2 separate regions of the Drosophila melanogaster genome follow, and region 1 is linked to region 2. Evidence: chromatin contacts called from public HiChIP or PLAC-seq data. All regions are on one chromosome and are shown on one strand. The core of a region is the stretch at or near the end of the contact, and the rest is flanking DNA. Distances in the headings are between cores, read along the strand shown.

What was found. HiChIP or PLAC-seq counts read pairs in DNA pulled down with a chosen protein or histone mark.
Region 1: a Pc HiChIP or PLAC-seq map of the Kc167 cell line shows a contact between it and region 2, with 2.6 times the contacts expected there. The contact joins the promoter of Rilpl here to the promoter of Tsp2A in region 2. A contact is called at or near these places in 9 of 107 Hi-C or Micro-C datasets (the D17-c3 cell line, the Kc167 cell line, the S2 cell line and 1 more) and 1 of 6 datasets of contacts at active chromatin or transcription factors (the Kc167 cell line).

The regions. Positions count from the first base shown.
Region 1 is chrX:1,390,480-1,394,977 of dm6, forward strand. It overlaps Rilpl (Rab interacting lysosomal protein like), which reads left to right and starts at 2,575. Exons shown (of 4, transcript NM_130554.3): 1 at 2,575-3,679; 2 at 3,745-4,235. The coding sequence starts at 3,065. CG32813 reads left to right here. Exons shown (of 4, transcript NM_166885.3): 4 at 1-2,364. The coding sequence ends at 1,086.
Region 2 is chrX:1,344,137-1,348,195 of dm6, forward strand. Tsp2A (Tetraspanin 2A) reads left to right here and starts at 2,417. Exons shown (of 2, transcript NM_080298.4): 1 at 2,417-2,543; 2 at 3,133-4,007. The coding sequence starts at 3,144. The coding sequence ends at 3,878. MTPAP (mitochondrial poly(A) polymerase) reads right to left here. Exons shown (of 3, transcript NM_130548.3): 3 at 736-1,984. The coding sequence ends at 1,105. It overlaps Naa30A (N(alpha)-acetyltransferase 30 A), which reads left to right. Exons shown (of 3, transcript NM_166878.3): 3 at 1-634.

The sequences.
Region 1 (4,498 bases), core at 1,325-3,824, 47 kb after region 2:
GTGGGATCGTCCGGAGCCGCCGGCGGTGGTGTCTCCGGAGGCTCCCTTCCCGGAAACATGTCTAGCAACGGGATTACCGAAACCAGTCGCCGCGCCGCAAGCTCGCCCGTGTGCTCCACGAAGACCTCGATTAGTTCCAGCGGGAGCTACGCATCAGCGCCCAAACCGGACATCACTATCCAGACCGTGGGCCACATACGCGTGGGCAGCTTTGCCAACATCAACAAGACGCTGCAGAACGGCGGCTCCGGCACAGGAGCTGTCCTATCAGCGGCCAGCAATGGCGGCTCCAGTGCCAGTGGAGTGCTGCCGCTCACAGCGGAGCAAGTGCAGCAGCACACGCTGCTGAACGGCCTAGGATTGTCCGCCGTGAATCCGGCTCAGTCTCTGCAGGCGGCCATCAATGCCGCCTATGGGTCCGCCGCTCCATCTTCATCGGTCGCCATTAGCAGCCGCCGCACCCCTCCCACTCTGCAGTTGCCACGCCTTCAGCGCGGAAACATCAACAATAGCCACCACACTGCCGGCAGCACAAGCAATTCCGCGGTGGCCTCCAATGGAGTGCAACTGTTGCTCAACGGCGGCCACCACGCACAGATGACGCACAACCATTTGGCGCGGGACAAGACAGGAGGCGTGGCCATCGGGGCGGCGGGCAGTTTCAACGGGTACAACGGACTGGCAGTGGCGGGCACAGTGTGCAGCGCCTTGAACAGCAGCGGATCCGGAGCCGGAAGCGGCGGGAGCAGTGCCAACAACAGCGGCGTGGGCCTGGGGATCGGCGGGGCACACACGTCGGGCAGCGGAGGAAGTGGCAGCGGTGGGACGAGGAGCCAGCACCAGGAGCTGATGAATTCGCTGAGGATCGAGGAGAGCAAGCGGAAAATCGACCTGATCAACGCCCAAATCGAATACTGGCAGACGCTCACCCGCAAGCTGAACAGTCAGGCGAATCACATGCCCAATCCTGCGTGCCCGTGCCACTTCCCTGGAGCCAGTGTGCTCTCGCCCGTCGCCGTGACCGCCGCTAGTGCCTCATCGTCCGCTTCCGCCAATGTGTTGCAGACGCAGGCCAGCACCAGCTAGTCCGCAGCCAAGGGGCGGTTCGAACTAGTCGGGGGTCCTGCGGGCGAAAGCGAAAGCGACAGCGACATCATCTCGATAGTGGACATAGATGATGGGCGGTCTAGGGAGGACGAGCAGTCGGAGGACGATGGCGAGAACCGTGACCAGGCCATAACGGACCTGACGCTACCCGACGAAGACGAGGAAGACGATGTAGACGAAGATGACTCACAGGATGCCTTGGTCAGGGATGTTGGCGTGGTGGGCGGCCTGTCGTCGCCAGATACACCGCCCCACTCCTCTCCGCCGCCAGCGAAGCGCTCGAAGCGCCAGGAAGTCACCTCCGAGCTCCTGAGGCAGCTGGCCCTGCAGCAGAATCAGGATCCCCAGGAGGGGTGCTAGTATTTTGTCTAGTTTGCTAATTTTATACTTGCTACCATGGATTGACGCAACCACTTTGTAACATTAATTTTACCATATATATTTATTTACGCCCAGTTTGAGTGCCAAAACAGAAACCAAGATTGGGGCCTTGCCATCGAAAATGCTTGCCAAAGGACCTGCTGAAATAACCGGTCATAACCACTCGCGACCCACTATTTATTTGCCAGCCTAACTGAAACATAGCGATTCATCTCATTTTAAAATGTCTTGCGTCGCCTATTTTTTTATTGCCTTTTTTTTTCTATACATGTAACGTGTTTATTTTTAAGTTTTCCTACGAGCTGCTACCAAAAAGAATAAGAAGAAGAAGGTGACTATCTTGAATGTACATTTACTTTACAAAACTAGACCTTACTTACTTACTTAATTAGAGATCGAGCAGCTAAGAACGCATGAAAATGAAATGTACAAATGTGGTTCCTAATCTAGTCCCTAAAGTCAAAAGTGAAGAACGAAAGAGCTACAGAAAAGAAATCGAAATTGTTACGCCTAGCCGAGAACTTGTGTATTATTTTTTTATATCGCTTAGATTGTTCCCCCGAGGAAAGCATTGAAGGAACTGTAGCTAATTTATGTACTTAATGAACCAGTGAAACCAAACCAATGATTTGAAATGGTGTAAAGAGAAGAAACTTGCTAGTCGCCGCTGCATAACTGTGTAAATGTGGCACACAAACCATTTAGTTAGTGTTAGTGCTACTGTACGTGTAAAATACAATTAATTGCCTATCCAGACCCAGTAACCACAATTTACAAGGAAGCACACACCAAACGAAACTGAAAACCAAGAAAACAAAACTATTTATACAATTTTGTAAACAAGAACTTATTAATAAAACAATGAATTTACTTTGTGGCCCAGCCTGTTGACTTTTGGATAGTAAAATTTCGTTTAAGGCTTAACATTTTGGCACTTACGCTCATTTTGCTCGCTTAAGCTGCTCTTCATTTGGCGCCAAACGAATTGGCGTTGCCCAACACTGACCAGCCAGCACAAAGCGCTACCAGACTGCGCAACCGACTGCTCATCTGGGAACTGGTTCGCACATATGGGCGCCCGCGAACCAGTTATTCGTTACTCATCAGTTCCAGTTCGGTTCAGCAAAAATTGTGCAAATAAATTGCGGAAAGTCGGATTGTTTATGTGGGAATCGGCAGCGAAAAGCGACTCGGCGGCAGTAACAACTAGAGTGAATGAAGTGAGCACTGCCACTCCCACGCACACTACTGTGCAGTCTGTGTGCGCCAACTGTGAATTGCGAAGTGCGAATTCCGTACTTCGGATTGCGGATTCCCCCCCTCCCTTAAAGCACTTGGAAAACCAACACCTGGCGCACGTACACGCACACGCACACTTGTCCTGCTAGCGAAAGAAAAATCCCTGTCAGCTGGTGCAGCGATTCCCGAAGCAACTCCGAGGAGCAGGACACCGTGGAAAGAGGCGACAACTGAAGCTGGTCTTCAGTGAACACAGAGTCCAGTGAGCAAGTGTGAGCAAGTAAACAAGTGATACAGCGCTTGGCAGGAGTCACAGATTATCTGAGCGACCACCTGGATGCCCGGCTTTCACCTCAATGAGATGGGTGAAATGGTCCTGGACGCCATCGACGACATCGGCGTGGTCGATGTGTACGACTTGGCCTCCGACATTGGCAAGGAGTACGAGCGGATCATGGACCGCTTCGGCACGGACGCCGTCAGCGGGCTGATGCCCAAGATCATCAACACCCTGGAGCTGTTGGAGGCGCTGGCCACGAAGAACGAGCGCGAGAACGCCACCATCCAGGAGCTGCGCGATAAGGTGGCCCAGCTGGAGAGCGAGAAGCTGGAGAAGGCCGAGTTCCGGCGGCGGTTCGACAAGGAGCTGGAGCTGATCGAAGAGCAGTGGCGCAGCGAGACCAACGAGCTGGTCGATCTCGTCTCCTCGCTGCAAGACGAGAACAAGCGGCTGGTAAAGCAGACTCAGGATCTGCAGTCATCGTCCGCCCAGAGCTCCGGCCTGGGGGCCAGTCTCACCGAGAGCATTATCAGCATGACCAACCACGAGCTGCACAGCGCTCTTTCGGATACTCAAGTGCTGCAACGGCTGAAGGAGCAGATATACAAGCAGCGCGACGAGTTGAAGCACCGCGAGCGTGAGCTGCAGGACAAGTACAGCGAGCTGGAGCACGTGAGTGTCCTTAAGGATAGGTGCTCATATTCCCAGCTAACGTATTCTTAACTAACCCTTCCCAGCTCAATATCCAGGCGGAGCGTCTGAAGGCATCAGAGCGAGATACCCGGCGCCGCCACAAGCTGATGCAGGCCCAAGTGAAGACGCTGTGCGAGGAGCGCGCCGACTTTCTTGCCCAGCTGCAGGACCAGAGCCGGGAGATCAACCAACTGCGCAAGCGATTGGGCCTGGCCGAAAAGGAGAATGAGGATTTGGTGGCCTCGTACGACGATGGCCAGAACGATCCCAACCGGCCGCGGTACACCACGCGCGAGCTGAAAGAGTTGATTAGCGAGCGCGATGAGCTGCTGACCACCATCGACACCCTCAACGAGCAGCTGGCGGAGCTGAAGCCACCAAGCCAGGCGAAGGGCAAGCGGCAGCGTCACTTCTCCAGCTCCGACGATAGCGATGAGGACGACGATGGTCACGTGGCGGACAACGATGATGACGACGACGAGGAGGAGGCGGCTGCCGAGGCGAACGAGCTGGAGCCACCAGCGGCCGGAGAAACGTGAGTGAGCCCATTTCTGTTACATCCTTTAGTTTTGTGGTCCCTCACCAGAGAAAACAAGAATTTATGAACGACCGCTTGAGTCAAAGTGATTAACGAACAAGCATTTTCAGCCTGAGTCATTCTTTTGTTGTTGCTCAGTGCTAACAATATTCAAATAGACCCTATGATGCAAACGTTTAATTGGCAGGTGATTCAGAGCTTAAACGTATATATTTGCGTGTTTTTTCGCAAGGTCAGCAGGTAACTGGTAAATGGCACAA
Region 2 (4,059 bases), core at 1,167-3,666:
ACACCGTCCCTTGTCTCTCTTTCATTTGTAAATTATTTTATTATGTAGCAGCAGCAGTACGAGCAACATCTGCTACATATGCAGGAGCAGCACGAGCAGCACACAACGGACCCGAAATTTGGTTAATTTTACAGGAGGCAATTTTGTATGCAATACGTGATTTACATGCATAAAATTAAGCATTAAAGTCGTAAGCAAGCAATTAGTTATGTACATTAAACAATCTACAAAAACCAATCTAGGGAATAGACAACAACATGAAGCAGCAGCGCAGCACACGCTCATCGACGCCCATTTACAAAGCTATAAACATAGTATCAAATTTTGTAAAAAGATCAATCAAAGCGATGATCGCGCAAGTCGAACGATAAACTCGATCATGTATATCAAAATAAACGCAATTGGAACCAAGAGCTGAGAACAGACACACAAAAATGCAGCCTCATATGCATACTTGTATACAAACCTTCAATGGGTGGATGGCGGTGGTCCTCGCGGCTAAGAAAACTCGCCATCTGGTCTTAAGTAACCTCTCTGTGCTCTCCAGAAACACGTAACACGTAGCGATAAGGATAAAGATGTGGTGGATCCCGAGTAACATTGAAAGAACGCAATAAAATCTTCAACAAATGCGAAAATCCTGCCTTCTGTTCTTTAGTTTAGCACAACTTGGGGAATAGCGAGCTTGTTTGGAAGTTTGTGTGGTGTTTTCCAATTGAGAAACTATATGCCAGTACGGTATTTTCGTTTTATTATCATAAAAAACAGAATTATAACTACTCGAACTAGGAAAGTATGTCTTACGGATAACTACTCATCCACAAAGTCAAATAATGACTGCTTCCTTCGGCTCTTTTTGACGTGCCCCACCGATCTTTCCCTGCCCTGCCACACTTGGTCGCATTCGTCAACAACAATCGGTTTCAATACTCAAAGTCGGATCGATCATGGACTTATCCTAACTAGCAGGAGGTTTTAAAGTATGAACAACATTCAATTCAGCCAACGGCGGCTGCCCTAACCTTAAGCTGGACTCACCATGAATGTGAAGTTGTGGCTTATCCTAAGTATGTATGTACATGGGCGGTGTCAGTCTCGGAAACATCACCTGCTTCGCCGTCGATTATTGGGACTGCTCGTCGGAACTGAGCTGCCTGATCCGCGCAGCTGCTTTAGTTCGGAGCGCGTAGCAGCCTTGATGCTCTGCACCTGCTGCCGCACAGAGGCACTCTTGTAGGTTATGGCTGGTGTGGGAGGAGTTGAGCTGGACGTTGCTCCCGCCTCCTTCTGTTCGAAGAGATCGCTCACTTCGACCATGCGCGGCTTGAAGAACATGTTCGGCCGGATGACGGCCTTTTCGGGATGCTTAAACAGGTTCAACAGGCCGCAGGAGAGCTCCTGGCCGTCGCCCTCCGGAACGGAGGCATTCTCCACCTCCGACTCCAGAACCCAAGCCGCGTTCCGCACCTCGATGCGCAGTCGTTCACACTCCTCCAGGCTAACATTTTTGCTCACATTTAGCAACTGCTCCAGTGGGTTTACGATGTACATGGCCGAGTGATCCGGCTTGGACAGCGGCTTTCCCTCGTTCAAAGATATCGCACGGTTGTGGAAGTCGAACTGCGAGTAGAACTCGAAGAACTGCAGCAACAACTCGCTCAGCGAGCTTTGGTTTCGACTCCTGAAGCCCAGACGATCCACATTCCGGGTGAAGGTGCAGTTGATCCCGTCCTCGGTGACCCGCGAGTCCCCTGGCTCCGCCGCCTTGGCCAGCGCTCCAATTGTGGGAAGGATGGGCTGGCGCAGCTGCTGCAGGAAGAACATGACCAGGCAGGTGAGCGAGAAGTTGCTGATCCAGCGACCAGGCGAGGGATTCGTGAGGCCGCAGGTCTGCGCCCAGCGCCGAATGGTAAAGGTCAACGGCCGTACGCGCGGATCCATTTCACCGAACATGTAAAGCAGTTCCGACATATAAAAGCCAGTGCTGGAAGAGGGATTGCGTTTAAAACCATCTTCTTAAAACATATTTAATGCCAACATGCAATACTGATCGCCCCAAAGGCGGGAAGGTAAAAACGGGCGTGGCCTCGTTTAATGAGACAACCAGCGGTGTGTAGCCCGCTGACCCCCACCAATGGCCGGATATGCGTGCAGCGGGTACTTATCAGGGGCGGATGAATGGGATGTGAATCATGGCCATCGGCACGCCAGGGAAGTCAGTGCCGCGGAGAGAACTGATTCACCTGCTCACCTGCGGGAGAGCAGCGTACCATTTACACATATACACGACATTTGGCAATCGCCACCTGCCGCTATCTTATCTTATCGAGCTGATGAAGCTTTCTTATCTAAGGCCGCTCTCCCTCCCCTGCCTGACTGTACGGCCCCACTAGCCTGGATGTTGTCACCGCCGCGTATCTCAGCCGAGCCGCAAGTCTGGTCAAAACGATTTCAACGAACGAGCCCAACGGACATCTGTTTCTAGTCCGCCACTGAGCTAGCTATTTTTTTCTTCCGACCCCACGAGAATCGACCCAAGCAAGGTGAATCCTAGTAAAAAGTGCCTACAAATTCCCATTTCTACGAAATGATAAATGGATGGTCCATTTTTTTTAAGTGCTATTGAAGAAGTGTTGAATTTCGGTATGGGTACCACACCCAAAAGACAGTTTCCCAATGGATAAACGTATCTACACAAAACGTCTTACAAAAGTTGATTTTAAGTGATGCTTGGAGGATGTTACTCAGGTGCACAGGGATACGCCCGCAGCTCCAGTACCTGGCCCATTTCAATACTCTTGAATAGTTTGGTGTTGCAATTGCTCGTATTAATCATCTAGTGCGTGGCTGATAACGCTATTTGCTAAACACAGCTCCGATAAGGCCAACGATGATACAGTGAACGGCGGGAAAGGGCGGGGAGAATCAACCATAAATGCCAAGCAACATCGTGATTAATAGGCGCGACCAGGGCGAGCTTTTGGTATGTGACTCAATGGAGCTCCTCGAAAATGAGCAAGGATCAATGCACCGTCTAAATAGTGCTTCTATCAAGTAGCGCCTCCTTTGTCCTGGGTTTTCAGATCACGCACTTGTCATCATCCACCTAATGATCCTTCTCTTGCCTTGCAGCTTCCGAAACGATGGGCATCGGCTATGGAGCCTCCGACGAGCAGCTGGAGAAGCAAATTGGCTGCGTGAAATACACGCTATTTTGCTTCAACATCGTGGCCTGGATGATATCCACAGCGCTGTTCGCCCTAACCGTCTGGTTGAGGGCTGAGCCCGGCTTCAACGACTGGCTGCGCATCCTGGAGGCACAGTCCTTCTACATCGGCGTGTACGTGCTCATCGGCATCAGCATTGTAATGATGGCCGTCAGCTTCCTCGGCTGCCTGAGCGCGCTCATGGAGAACACCCTGGCTCTGTTTGTGTTCGTGGGCACCCAGGTCTTTGGGTTCATCGCCATTGTGGCCGGGTCGGCGGTCCTATTGCAGTTCAGCACTATCAACTCGAGCCTGCAGCCGCTGCTGAATGTATCGCTGCGCGGCTTTGTGGCCACATCGGAGTATACGTACTCGAACTACGTGCTGACCATGATTCAGGAGAACATAGGTTGTTGCGGGGCCACCGGGCCATGGGATTATCTCGACCTGCGCCAGCCACTGCCAAGCTCCTGCCGCGACACCGTCAGCGGCAACGCCTTCTTCAACGGATGCGTGGACGAGCTGACCTGGTTCTTCGAGGGCAAAACCGGCTGGATTGTGGCTCTGGCCATGACGCTCGGCCTGCTCAACGTCATCTGCGCGGTGATGAGCTTTGTGCTTGTGCAGGCGGTCAAAAAGGAGGAGGAACAGGCCAGCAACTACCGCCGCTGAAGACCAGCCTCGTTAATTTAGTTAGTAGCGACAAGTGACCCTTCGATAGATCTAAGAATTCATACCCAGTTCGAACAATAAGTACAATAAAGATTGCGACCCTCACAAGGAAAGGTGTCTCAGCGGACGGGAATCACAGATTGCTTGCCAACAGACAGACGAATGGTGGTATAAGCAGGCA